Linked DNA regions of Rattus norvegicus: region 1 is linked to region 2. The links are chromatin contacts, called in public Hi-C maps. All regions are on one chromosome and are shown on one strand. The core of a region is the stretch at or near the end of the contact, and the rest is flanking DNA. Distances in the headings are between cores, read along the strand shown.

The links. Hi-C and Micro-C count contacts between places; a contact is called where the count stands out from the background.
Region 1: a Hi-C map of mammary epithelial cells shows a contact between it and region 2, with 3 times the contacts expected there. The contact joins the promoter of Clcn5 here to the promoter of Ppp1r3f in region 2. A contact is called at or near these places in 2 of 12 Hi-C or Micro-C datasets (frontal cortex and mammary epithelial cells).

The regions. Positions count from the first base shown.
Region 1 is chrX:17,854,528-17,861,645 of GRCr8, forward strand. Clcn5 (chloride voltage-gated channel 5) reads left to right here and starts at 2,733. Exons shown (of 14, transcript NM_001414393.1): 1 at 2,733-2,940; 2 at 5,144-5,303. The coding sequence starts at 5,288.
Region 2 is chrX:17,598,548-17,605,928 of GRCr8, forward strand. It overlaps Ppp1r3f (protein phosphatase 1 regulatory subunit 3F), which reads left to right and starts at 2,683. Exons shown (of 4, transcript NM_001401176.1): 1 at 2,683-3,749. The coding sequence starts at 2,749. It also overlaps a transcript of Foxp3 not described here.

The DNA of each region.
Region 1 (7,118 bases), core at 1,483-3,982, 260 kb after region 2:
TTAACTATTGGGCATATTGGTAAAGTGCATAATTAAGGGAAGCCTGTCCGTGTGTACAACACACACACACACACACACACACACACACACACACACACACGTCAAAGCAAACATCCTCAAATTTTCCTCCATTTGTCTCTGAATTAAGTACAAATGTTTGTCCAGCATTCACAGTCCTTCCAATTTAGTCTCATTCCCCTCTTCTATTCATACTACTCCCAACCTCTGTGCTTTGATCTGCTGTAGTGTGAATAACCATGGTGGTTTAAAAATTCCCTTCGTTCTCTCCAATCACAAGCTAGCAGAATCTTTGCTGTCTGCCACGTGTAATCATCCATTAGTATTGCCATCAATAAATCACCCCATTTGTGTGGAGAGCATATGTGCAGCTGGCTCATAGAAGAAGCTTTGATTTGGGGCTCAGGTATAGATCCAGATAAAGCCTATCTGGATTCAACATTTCATATCTACTCCAGGGTTCCCAAGGATGCAGAACTCTGGATTCTTTTCACAGTTCAGATCCTTCCAGGGGAGATCCTGTGATAACTCTGCCTTGGTTTGAGCTTATCGAAGTATGGCTTTAAAAAAAATCATCTGAAGTTTAGTCTTCTCCCACGACCCTACCTTTTGTCTTCATGACATGACCATGTTTGTTTCCCTGTTAGGTTTTGTATTAAAACAAGCCAAAATCTTGATTGTGTTTGATTATAGATTTATATCTGGAAGCTTTACATGGGTTGGCCCAAGATACAGGCTTTGTATTTCAAACCTTTAGTTTGTCCAAAGTAGCCATTCAAAATTCATTGCGCATACATGGCCTTACCCAACTTTGGTCCCTGCATGTTAACAATGCTGATCTGCCCAGTTTCTGATCCAATGTGAAACCTGCACCACAGGAGGGAATTTTATACCTGATACTGTAACTCCATGTCTGGGGAGCCCATAGGTCCTTGGGTAGAACCTGGCATTTTAATTTAGCTCAATGATTGACTTCCAATGCTAGTGTTTATAGCTACAGATCTGGGCTGTTCTCAACTTTGGTCAGGGGAGCTTCTTTTTGCCATGGGCAGCAAAGACTCATAACCGGTCAAAGTTCTGAGAAGAGGCTGAGTGCTCAGCCCTGAGTCTAAATGACAGAATTCTCAACCTTAGTCCTAATTAGGCCCAAGGGCCATCTTACACGAGGAGATTGAAAGAATGCAGGAGCTGGAGCATTCAGAGGAGGGCTGTAAAATACTGTCTTTTGTACACAAGGTCTTTGAACTCAAGAATAAGACCAAGCCACCAACATTCCCACAGAGATGGGAGAGATGATACCCAGGCTCTGTTTCTTACTGAGATGCCATTGGTAGTTGATAGCTTTCTGGGGAGAAAGAATCACTTTTCTTTGAGGGTGTGGCCTCTGATAGGTTTTTTCTTTTCTGTTGAAGGGTCCTACATGCTAGCAAATATGGGCAACACTAACTGGATTTATTGGGTTAATAAAACAAGGAATTTTAAATTAGGAGGGGAGGTGTTGGGGGAATTTGGGTTTCTTGAGGAGAACTGGAGGGGGCAAATGGAAGCATATAGGATTATAGTTTATTGTATGCACGTATGAACTTCTCGAAGAAAAAAAAAAGCCTAGGGGTGTGGCACAGGACTACAATCTCAGCTCTTGGGAGGCAGAGCAACTGAATACCTGTGATCTCAAGGCCAGCTTAGTCTACATAGTGTGTTTCAGGCATCCAGGGATAGTGAGGCCCTGTTGCAAGAAAGTTGAGAAAAAAATACTGTTTACTCTAGCAGATTCTGAATTTGAGTACTTGTTGATGATGCGGATTCCAATCTTAGTTCTTCCAACAAATTAATTCGCTGCACTCTTTGTGTAGCCTGCTCATTCTTTACAAGGATAGGATATTTCTTCTAATTGTTTGAAATGGCTTTGGAGACGGAGAGACTTCAGTTGGAATCTGAACTTCATTTTGTGTTTTGTTTGTCCGTTTTTGAGACAGTGCCCTGCCTTGAAACTTGCTGTATAGCCTAGGGTGACCTCGGACTGATTCTCCTACCTCCAACCCCTAAATTGGAGGATTAGGATTAGGAGTATGTGTCAGCTTGAGTTTTCGCTTGGTAATGATTAAATTGGCGATAATATCGATAAATAACTGCAATATAGATTTCCCTGTATGAGATTAAATTGGCCCCTGCAAGCATCACCATATTTGATCACTCTTTCTATTGCTACTACAGTGTGAGATCGGAAAAGCTATGCGACCTTTCTGTGCCTCTGTATTTTTACGAGGGAAAATAAACAACGATACATTCTTCGTGAGTTCTTGTGATCATTAAATGCAACGAATAAAGAAGGTATAGTAAGCCAGAACAATGCCTGGTATCTAGGAGGCTAAATATGTGGTCTGATGTCATTAGTATTATATTTCTACTATTACGCTGTGGTCAAGATGCTCAGGATAAACAGTTTGTTCTAAAGACAAAAGCAAAACCAAGGTAGGCAATCTGCAAACAATGGAACCGAATGGAGCTGTGCTTTTCTCCAAATGCAACTGACACGCCCCGCACTTGGGTTGGATCCGCCCAGTCCTCATTAAATATGGCTGCAAGCCTGGCTACCCTATTGCGGTTGCGCATGCCGAAGCTCCTCCCAGCAGCAGCTTCTTGGCCGCGTTTTCCCCCCGGGCTGGGCCGAGGTGCCTGGAGAGGGCCCTCCGTGGCGCGCATGCGCAGACTCCGTCTTGGCAGAGCTAATACTCCAAGGCGCCTGTCACATGAGCCTCGCTCCCGCTCCGCTCCCCCTCCTCCCGGCTGGGCTGTGTGAATGAAGCTCCGCCGGCTACGTGGGGCGCTAGCTCTACTCGCCGTGTGGAACGCCAGAGCCGACTGAGCGCGCTGCCCACCGCCGGTGGACACGGGCTCCGCGGCGCTGGACCCCGGTGACAGGTAAAGGCAAACGGGCTTTCCTTCCCCAACACGTCCTTCCCAGGTCGCCGGCCGCCGGCCCACCCGAGGAGCCCCCCTGGTACAACGAGCAGGGAAGAGCGCTCGTCTGCCACCGCGGTCCCCGGAGCTGGCGTTCCCTGCCCGGCCGCCACCGAAGGAGGTGGACAGGCTGGTTCCTGCCAGAGCGGGGCGGCATCTCCTCGGCAGCCCAGCCCAGTTCTGGGATCAGGGTCCCCAGGCTGCCGATCGAAGTTTCCTTGCCAAGCGGCGCCAAGCCCGCCCAGCTTTGAAAGCTGGGAGCTTGGCTGCCCGCGTCGCTTCTCCAGAAGACAGGGCTGGGGCGGCGTTCGCTGGGAAAGCGCAGCAGAGGCCAGGTTCTGCTCGCTCCTGCTTTGGACCTGCCACAGGTTTCGAGGGGTTCTTAGTGAGGTGCAGTCCAGAGGGCCTGGGCGAAGAAGTTGGTCTGCGTTTTCCCCCTTTGCCGCCCAATGCGCTTAGCTGCTGCTTCCAGACATTGGAGCCCCGCGTTCCAGCGCCTTTACTAGTAATGGAAAGAAAGCTTTAGCTTAACTTTGACGCGCTTTTTACCTTTAGGAACGTTTCAGAACGAAACAGTTGCCTGAAGTTGGACGTGTGTCGGTGTGATAACGTCAGTGGAAGTTGCACCGAGTAAATGAGGGGAAAGCCAGAAGGTGAAGCATTAAAAGCCAGGGAGATTCTGCTTTACACATACTTCATAAATCTATTAGTAATTTCCCGGGTTTAATTTCAGAGCTGTTAAATTTCCCCTTGTTCCACGACGCACTGCACTGATCAGTACTTCTGTAACAGTAAGCAAAATGGGGTGGGGGGCAAACTTAAACTGTGCCATGTTTCAGATAACTCACTTTTTCCTGGGGGAATTCATCCTCAGAGTTTAAGTTTTTTAAGCACTCTTTTTCTTGGATTTCAGGAGCCTTTCCCCATCCAAAGCCAGATCTTTGTTGGAGTTTTGAGGACTGGTGCACACATGAACCTTTTTGTTCTTTAAAGAAAAAGAGGTCACTAAAGAGGGCCAACACTCTTCTCAAACTAGTATTAGCCTTGAGCGTTAGGGCTTTAGCTTTTCCACTTCACAGTTGCACACGTTGGTTCTGTAAAAATCAATAGAAATAGAAATTCGCCTCAGGCCAAAAAGGTGAGGGCCTTTCTAGAAAAAATGCAAATTAGCTTTTATGCTATAAAGTATTTAAAAACTTGTTTAAATGGACAAAGTGCTTAATGTATGAAACTTACACACCAAACTAAGGCCAGTAGTCACACCTGTTAGTTTTTTCCTTTGCTTTCTAACTCCTTTCATATAACTGGAAACAGCATTAAGATTGAATTTAAAGATTCAAATTTTATCAGTATGGTTTCGCGTGTATGCATGTGCTTGTGGGTGGGGGCGCAGTTTTCCATAGTCAGTTCTTTCTTTCCATTTCTACTTGGAGTCCAGGGACTGAACTTAGGCTGGGACACCAAGCTCTTTTTAACGGAGATGCTTTCTCAACAGCTTTGAATTTGAAAATGTATTACCGGGAGTTAGCTAAGTTACTTTGATTGTATTAATATTAATATTCTAGTTGTATGTTCTTCTTTGTCCTTGACTCATTCCCTCACTATACAAACAATATAATATGTTCACTATAGGAATTTTGCAAAGCGAGGAAAATACAAAATAAAGGGGAAAGGAAGACCCACCTCCCCATGGGTGTCATCAGTTCTTACTTTTTATTACACTCCCTTTTTTATATGTAAGATTTATTTTAACACTTTATTCACAGAGTCTGTTCTCTTTTCTACTGATGTCTTCATGTAACCCTGAATCTTCATGGGCAGAAGAAGAATTCATTCACCGGAGTGTGGAACTTTAAGATACAAAGCACAATGGCTATCACAATTTATCTCAACCAACCCCTTACTCATCCCTTAATGAGTGTCCAGCCTCATTTACTGAAGTCCCAGATTCATACAGAACCCTACAGCAGTGAATGACAGTGTTAACTGGTGATAGATCTGTACTCTCGCACCAGCAATACTGCCGTGAAGGGGTGAGGGGAACTTGACACTGTGTATGGTGTCTTTCAAAGAGAGGTTCAGAGGGGCTCAGGGTCTCATTTTCAAGAATTTGAAATTCTTTGTCTTCTTTGGTGATTTTCATTCTTCTGTTTTACATTTTCAGGTTTGGGGCCTTAGAATCTTGCAGAAAGCAGAACCACACAGTTGCATCTCCACTTATACCCTCCTTTAAGTCCCCCTCCAAAACTGGGGGTGCCTCTGGAAAGCTCTGAGCCTGTTACCTAGCTTGGGAGAAGATAGGTACAAGATGGCCATGTGGCAGGGTAAGAAATTAACACTTATTCCTCTAACTGGTTTTTCCTCCTGCTGTCTTCCACCCCCACCGCACCCCCAGAGCTATGACTGCCAGCCAGCTGTTTCTTTAATTTAACCCTTTCTTTACTAGGACAATGCACATTTATGTAAGAGAAGCTGTTGTTAGCTCGAATATTCATATGATTCTAAAGTGGATGTTAATGGCGAATCAGACAAATATTATACCAGAAGCATTGAAAAGAATTTCCTTCAATTAAACATGTATTCCTGGGGATTATATGGAAGGAGAGATACATTTTTCCCAATTTGTGGTTTTCATTTATTTCAAGCAAATTTGTATTGTAAGATTCTTGAAAGTAGGGGGAGACACACTTAGTTGCCTCTCAAGCTTCCTCTTCTTAATGAAGACATCTTTTGGGTTTTGGCAGTTGAAAGGCTCATTGAATCTTATGTTTATATTTTGGTGGCAGAAGGAAGATACTGATTTTCATATTATAACGTACCCAAGAGCCAAGCTCAACAATGTTTTCGGTGATAAATTATATCTCTTGTTGTGGATTCTATCTCATGCAAAGTTGTTATTTTTAGTGAGGTTGGGCGTCAGTCTTCAGAATGTTCCGGATTTTTATTAGAATCCAATCTTATGATGACCACAGAAGAAATGTGGGTTTAAGAATTAATTGATAGAAACTACGGAACTGTGTCTGTGACGCACAAAAGGTTCAGGACCACTTATACGAAATAGAGTAAAAAAAAAATAGCTTCAATGTCTGTGAATGTTCAGAAGCCAGAGATGCCTGTGGGGTTAATGAGTCTTTTCAAAATATTCTCTTGAGTTCGTGATTTAAAACACGCACATACCCAAACGTTACACAGTTTTGATATACCTGGATGGACAGTTTAAATGGGATTTGGATTGTATGCTGGCTTTGATGGGTATTTATCATAAACAGTGAGAAGGCTCAGTGGGTAGAGGTGTTTGCTACCAAGACAGACATCTTGAGTTCTGTCCCCGAGGTCCATGTGATGGAAGGAGGCAACAGATTCTCATGAATTGTTCTCTGGCCTCCTCATCTATGACATGTGGCGCGCGCGCGCGCGTGTGTGTGTGTGTATTCGTGCAGTTAAATCCTAAGAAATTCTTTTCATTCACCAAACAGAATAGAGACAGGAGTAAAGCGGAGAAGCTTGGCGGGTTCCTTATGATCTGGGAAAGACAGACTTATGAATAAACTGTGTCACATTAAGTATTACCATAGGGAGAGGTGTAAAATGAGATGCAAGCCTAGAGAAAAAGCATGGTGAACTTTGAGGTTTGAGCTGCTCTAAAAGTGAGTAGGAGTTGGCCATATGGATACGTGAGGGAATCGCGTTCTAGGCAGACAACGTGGCACTGTTCAGGAACTTCAGCTTGCTTTGTTTGCCTGGTGTGAGAGGAATCAAGGAAGGGAGTTGGAGGCCAGAAAATAAAGGACCCTATATGTTCTAGGAAGGCTTTTTATACTCTATCCTGGAGACAAAGGTTCTAAACAGGGAAGTAACTTAAGCAGATTTGGTTTCAGAAAGATTACTTTGGCCGCAGTGCTGAGCTGAGGTGGTGTTTGAGACCGTAAAAGGCTGCACTCATTACTTTTCTGAAGTAGTGGTTAAGGGGACAGATAGCGAGGGTCTGGGAAGAGAAGCAAGGGCAAAGAGGTTGGAAAGAATGTGGTGAGCTCCTGCATGCTGTATGACGGGACTGAAGAACTGACCCTGGACTGACGGCCAGCTTGGGTATGGGAGCTAGAGGTGTCGTTCTCTGAGATGGGAAACATGAGAGGTGG
Region 2 (7,381 bases), core at 1,433-3,932:
GTGTGGACGCTAGGGGTCAGCTTGTCAGAGGATGGCATCTGCTCTACACCGTTACTATATTGGCTCACATAGGTTTCTGGGGAAGAGGACGGGCGTGGGTGTAGTTGATGATGAATGGGCAGGATTTAACAGGTCAGGAGGAAGGTCCCAGGGAAAGGGATCTTTGACAAAGGTGAGGAAGAGAGCCATGGGGATTCTGCAGAGCTGGGTGGGATGGTGGGTCAATGTGAATGTCCTGAGGTGAGGGTACTGGATTTGTGCAGGATCAACAAGGAGTCTGGTGTGGTTGAAGTGAGTGGAAAGGAGAGGAACAGGAGGTAAGGTCAGAGAGGGACCAGTTGGCTTGTGCCTTTTATGACATGGTGAAGGTTTGGCTTTTCCACTAAGTGTAGAAGAAGCCAGGGGAGTGTTGGGAGCAGAGGAGACATTACTGTCAGGACTTAAGAGGATCTTTTAGAGTGCTGAGTATGGAATAGGGGGTAGGGACATGGGATGGAGACTAACCAGGGGGAGACTACTGTAGTATAGTCTAGGGTACTGGTGCTGGTCCTGTTGATGGAGTGGTAGTGAAAAGGTGGATTTCGGATTTTAAAAAATGGTGCTAGAGATGGGGCCCGTGCACTTGTTAGGAAGTGGTTTTTACTGCTGAGCTGTTCCTAACCATTTTTATTTTTTAGACAAGGCCACACTTGTAGTCTAGGCTTTGAATTCAGTGATCCTCCTGCCTTAGCTTCTCAAGTGCTGGGATTACAGGCATACGTCACCATATCCTGCTTGGGAAATGCTTTGGATAGATAACCTACAGGATTTGCTGAAGAATGAGACTCCGAGGCAAGACCAGGGCACAGTTAGTACCTAAAATGGGCAGATAGGATGGAGTCCTGCGATCATTTACTTGCTGCCTTGACCTTTCGGATGAGAGAAAAAAGTTCTAAAGTTCTACATTGTTTAAATCTTCATTATTCTGCTACTTGTAGCTGGACATATTCCTTTCGTGACCCGGACACAGACAGGAGGAGAAGAGAGACTATGGGGGCCAAGGGATGGCCTTCCTGTTAGGGGGGGTTATGAGGGTTAGATAAGAACCTTCCCTGAACCTGGCATTTAGCAGTCAGTAAGTCCTAATAAGTTAATAAACAGGAGTGGGGAATGTGTGAATGAACATGCTGACAAAATCTATGCCATTCCCACAGGAGGTGCGACCTTAGATGAGGAATGAAAAGAATTCACTAGATGAAAGAGATAGATGGGACAGCACTCTGATCAGAGGAGGTAGGGAGGGGGGAGAAAGAAAGCCACTGTGGGGTGAAAAGTGTCAAAATGAGCAAGAAGGGGAGGACTCTGATTTGAACTTACATTAGCTGATCAACTGGTGATGACATACTGTCAGAGTAAATGTGTGCTAAGTGTGAGTTAGAAAAAGCTAGTTCTTCAAAAAAGGGTTCTATTTTCTATTTTGTGATCGATTCATGCAGTGGTGCCAAGTCCTGAAGAATCTCAATGCTCAACTCGGGACTTTAAGGGACAGTCAAGAATGTTCTTGGCTAGTTACACTGGCCACGAAAAGGCTGGGAGGTGTGTGTGGTGGTGTGGGGCCGACGGGACACACCCAGTAACTGATAGGAGAACTGTTTTGCTTTGGTCTCACAACAACCGCGCAGTCTGGGTTTTTAGGGACTCTGGGAATTCGTGGGGCCATGGGGAGTCATGGAAGAATAGGGAAAGGTCAATCCATCCCCCCAAAGGCCCGATCTTATTGTTTGACTGAATTTTGATTCTGTGCTCAATCACTCAGGCTTAGGCTCAGCCTATGCACCTTCTTCTACTTTAACCTATTTATTGGCTACTCATGCTTTCCTTCGCAGCACCTACACTACCATCTTTGGGCTTGCTTTCCTATCTTGCCTCCACAGTATCCTTTTGGCTACATTTGTCTAGCTTCGGCTTTGGTTAATCCTATACTGGCACTGTCCCTTGAGATATCACAGCCTTCACCCTGGCTCTCCATCTCTTTCTCACTCCCACCTTCACTCCTCACATGCCCTAGTGCTCCCCCCACCCCCGCTACAGCCCCGCCTCCGTGTCTGCTCACACACTGCCTTCCAGACTCTGTTCAGTCTCTGTATTGGCTAGATCCACCCTGTTACCGCCTCTTGAAGCCATAGTGTGCGCTCACAGGACTCCCCATTGGCTCGTTGCAACCATTATCGTCACTCTGTCTCTACATCATTCGCGTGCAGTTCTCCATTGGCTGTTCTTTTTATCTTTCTTACGTCTCACCGCCTACACAACCTGCGGATCTCCCAGTTTTTGGACCTCTGGGTTCGCTCCCCGCTGCCCCCATCGCCTGTAGCCATTTCATCTTCCCACTGCCCACCGTGCCGCTCGTACTCAGACTTTCCTACTAACTGTCATACTTCTGCTAGCTACATCTTCGGTCCCGCATTAACCCCACTCAGGCCTCTCCATTGATTCCGTGATCATCCCGCCTCCCACACCGCCCACGCTCGGGCGTCTTCATTGGTTGCTAGCTTCTCCTGCTTGTCAGTCACCTTACGTCACTCCCGCGTGGCTGTCCATTGGTTGTTGGCTGTACCTGTCTTTATCTCACCGCCTACGCTCCACTGGAGCCCCACCCCCCCGTCCTGGCGTTTTCATTGGCTGCCCGCCTTTTCAGGCCCTGCCCCCGCCGGTCCCACCGCCGGTGCCGTCGGTGCCGCCGCCGCCGCCGCCGCCGCCGCCGCCGATATGGCGCGCACGGCCCCTGTGGAGCCACCGCTGCGGCATCCCGCGCCCCCGTCGCCGGTTGCGGGAGAGCCCCGCGCCTCAACTGAGGCGGCGGTGGCCCCGCGGAGGGTGCTGTTCGCTGACGAGGCCCTGGGGCTGCCTCTGGCGCAGCTACGCCGCTACCGGCCGTGGGGCGGGCCCGGGGCGGGCAAGATGGCGGCGGCGACCGGGCAAGATGGCGGCGGTGGCGGGGCTGATGAGGATGATGATGGCGAGGATGGGGATGAAGGGGAGGAGGAAGAGGAGGCTTTTCCCGATCCCTCTCCGCTGTGCCCCGTTCCCGCTGGCGGGGGGTTTTATCTGGTGCCCACATTTTCGTTGCCGCCCGCGCCGGGCCGTCTGGAGCGGTTGGGGCGCGTGATGGTGGAGTTGGAGGCGCTGCTGCCGCCTCCTGGAGCGGTTCCCGGGGGTTCCGGGGTGTGGGTGCCTGGGGGGCGCCCGCCAGTAGTGCGCGGGTTGGTGCGCGTGCTGAACCGCTCCTTCGAGAAGGCGGTGCACGTGCGGGCCTCACACGACGGCTGGGCTACCTTCTGCGACCACCCAGCGCGCTATGTCCCACGCAGCCCGCCTGGGGCAGGAGTGGGAGGAACAGGAGCAGGAGATCCCCTCCTGGATCCGGGTCTAGGCCTGGGCCCTGGCCAGGTGTCTGCCTCCTCACCCGACGACGGTGGCCGCACTGACCGCTTTGCCTTCCAGCTGCCCTTTGCTGAGGGTGCGGGCGATGGGGCGCGCCTTGACTTCGTGGTGCGCTATGAGACCCCCGAGGGCACTTTCTGGGCCAACAACCATGGCCGCAACTACACTGTCCTGCTCCGGATCGCACCCGCTCCCACACCCACTGATGCTGAAGGGCTGCCCCAGCAGCAGCAGCTGCAGCAGCTGGAGCCACAGCCTGAGTGCCAGGGTCCTGTGGAGGCTGAGGCCAGGCAGCTGAAGAGCTGCATGAAGCCGGTGAGGCGCAGGTAATGTCTGCCAGCGCCACCTCCACCAACACAGGGCTGGATGTAGAATGGAGGACAAGCCTCCCATCCCAGAAGTCCCCCCTCCCCCAGGCCTGCTCTCCAGAACAGGCAGGAGGGTGCAGTCGGTCAAAGAGTAGTGGAGACCAAACATGTGCTAGGCACTGTTTTAAATACTGGGGTATCATCCATTTAGTGAGTTCCACTATAAGGCCCTGAACAAGACAGACACCTTCCCTGTCCCCAACCATCCCGCAAGGCTCCTCTGGGAAACAGAATGCAAAAGCAAACAAGCAGATAAGATAAATAGGGCTAAGGTTAGTGCTGAGAGGAAAATACTGTAAGGCTCTGGAGGGAGTGGCTGCTGTAGACGTGTTGAGGGTGAGCTCTCGTGAAGAGTCCCAGACGGTGATAAGGAAGAGTTATGGAAGAGCGAGTTGGTAGAATTTGGACCAGGTAGGACGCTTTCTGAGGTGGCATTTAAACTTGAGTCCAGAGGGGTACGGAGCAGTGGTGCGCATACATGGAAGGAAGATGTAGGTAGTGGGAACAGCAAGTTCCGAGGTCCTGACCTGGTTATGGATTCGGTGTGAATGTCAGCCAGTGTGCTGGAGTGGAGAGAACATGCGGGTGCGATGGTGTGGACTAAGGGTCCCGGTGTGGGGAGTGGAATCTGATTCCTATCTGACCCAGCAGGAAGCCAGAGTTACAGAGGTAGAGAAGCTGGTTGAGGAAGTGGTGGTACTTGGCTTTTTAGTTACAACCATTTCTGGTCTTGAAGTCTGTGCACACCTTTTTACTGTTCCTCTGGTGGTCAGAGAGGCCTCCTGCGGAGTTTAAGGAGTGAGGCTATATTCTCACATAAAACATTAGTTTTGGCGGAGGCTGGAACAGATGAGAAGTGGACTTGAAGCTCATCTCTCTTTTTAAAATTTGCACACCTCTTATAAACTTGAGGGGCTGGGAGAAAGACCATTTATAACCCAGGAGACTGAAATAATGCTTTTCTAGGTCTTTACCAGGGCTATAAGTTTGTCAAGGGCAACAGCCAGGCTTGATGCCCGGGGTCAGTTAGATTCCCTCCGAAGTGCATACATCTTCCTGTTCCTATGAGAAATGGGAGTGGGAGGTTGCTCTTTTGGCCCTTGGAAGCTGCATGATGGAGCAGGGTGCTATGGGACCTGCTGGTTGTGCTTAGGGCTTAGACTGTGAGTAGTTCTGAAAGGTTTAGCTCTTAGTGGATGGACCTTGAAGCATTAAGAACTTGGATTCTCCTATTAGATTACCTGGGTTCAAACCCCAAGCCTGCCACTTTCTAGTGTGACCGTATCCAATTCTTAACCGCATCATGCTGTCAGTAACTATCCTCTTCTGTAAAACAGGCAATTATGGAAGTGCTGCACAGGATGAGTAAAAGCACTATGTTGAGCCTAGTTCAGAGTTGTGCCATAAACCTTGTGCTATAGTGGTGTCAATGATCGTTAATGTTTAGATGCTCACGCATAGTCTTTGTATGTATTCCTTTCCCAAACTCAGCTTTGTTGTCTGGTCTTGTCTCAGTTTTCTCATTTCTCAGAGAGGAATGGTTTTCCCATTGTGTGGTTGAATTGGACGCAGCACCCGTAGGCAAGGTAACTGAGGCATAATTGTAGCCGTAAAAGGTCTGGTGGTCAGCATTTCCTGCTCTCCTGTAGGAGTGGTAGGGACATTCTCCTCTTGAGGCCAGCTGAATGTGCTGTTGGTTGCAGGCGCTAGAGTGAGTCCTAGTTAATGGGAAATGGGGAGCTTGGAGAGGTGCTCCAGCTTGCTCAGAGTCACTCAGGTAGTAAATAGCAAGCAGGGACGCAGTGTTAGGGCTGCTACTTTAAAAACAAATCCCACGTTTCACTGTTGGTGCTCTTAGTTCTTCCCTTTGTCCCCTTGTACCTGTTATGTATGCTTCAGGTTTTATTGAGATGTACAGAAGTGGACTGTACTGATCCCCAGTGCAGGGCTCACAATATGTGTGCACTTGTGTAGCCCCACCCAGTTCCAGTGCCCCCAGAATGGCCTGCATTTCAATCACGTCTCATTGCATCTGCAGTTGTGGGAGCCCTTTCTGTAAGATAGGACGGTTTGGGTATTGAAGTTCGGTCATTTTCAAGAATGTGAAAGGAAGGGAACAGACAAATCAAAACCTTGCCGTGCCAAGGTGGGTGGAGAGGGTGTTTTTCTTTTAAAGTACATGGGTGGTTTTAAGGAGAAATTGAAGTAGTTCATTTAGACAATTGTTTTGGTAGCTGGCCCCATGTTTGTGGTTCCCAGCGTGACTTGAGATGTTATTTTAAGTGGGCAGATGGCTTTTTGATAGCTTCTTTATCTTTTGTTGATCTCAGCTCTTGCAAAGGGGAGGCTGGTGTGCACTGCTAGATCAGCGATAAGGTTTTCTTTGTAGGTCGGTGGCTTTCCTAGCAAATACATTTCAACTTATTATTGTTTTAAGGCCTGTGTGCCGCTGCTGATTTGAAGTGCTGTTGAAGAACAGCTACCCCCTGTGATCTAGCCCTCTGGGGAAATGGTGGTGGACCTCAGGGGATACCCTTTTCTTATCTGTGGGAGGCCTGCTGTAGAGGGCTTCAGAAATGTTGGCCACAGGCCCACTGTGCAGCTGGCCCTTGTCAGGTGGGGTCAGAGAGATGATTGACAGCCATGAGGATGTAGTCCGGAGCTCAAATGGCTGCTTTCCCTGGCTTGCGGAGCCAGGTTTTCAGTAGGTTAAGAGATAATCCAGCAGCAGCAGTTTTGGTAGGGTCTGTTAACGTGCTGAGCACAGTGCTAGGAACAAGCAGAGAAGATACAGACTGGTTTTAAGACTCCCAGAGGCTTGTGGTAGAGCCAGGTGGCAAGGCTTACGTGAGGCCTTAGGAAGTGACACGTGGCTGAGCCCCTTTTCTTTGCTGGGCATTTTGCTGAGTATTTTTGTATAGTCTCATTGGTTCTCAGTGGTGGTTTCTATGAGCTAGATTATTTAAATCCCTCTTTTCTGGGTGACTACAGAGGCTTTGAGTCCTCAGTGCTTAGACTGATATGGGAAGGAGCCCTTCTGTCGTGTCTTGACTTTACACTCTGAGGAGGTATCCTATTCCTCTTAAAAAATAAAGATCAACAAAAATCTGGCCCTTAAACACCCTCACTGGTACCTGCTTTGGCCTCTGCTGGCATCTAGTCTGGCTTTCTATTGGTTTCTGCTCCCGTGCTTTTGTCGCCACATCCCTTCTGTTACTCCTGCTTTGGGGTTGTTGCTCATACTGCTTGCTTCACCAAGAATGTGTCTCCTATACCCTCGGATTCTCCTCATGGAGACTCCTCAGTTCTAAGATGGCTTCCCTGGGGAAGTTTGTATAACCTAGTCTCTTTAAGTCCCCAGTTTTATTCCTAGCACTGAGCAGCAAGCCAAGTTGGGAATGCCCCATAGGCTAGCATGTGAGCCCAGGTTATGGGCCATCTTCCATCCTGCCCCATTGTCCTGTGTGTCCTTTGATCCACCCTTGGCTCCTCTTTCCTGGGATCCTTTCAAGTGTTCTTTACCTTTAGACTTTGCCTTTTGCTGCTTTAAATAATAGAAACCATAAGAATGGAATGCCTACCCCTTAGAG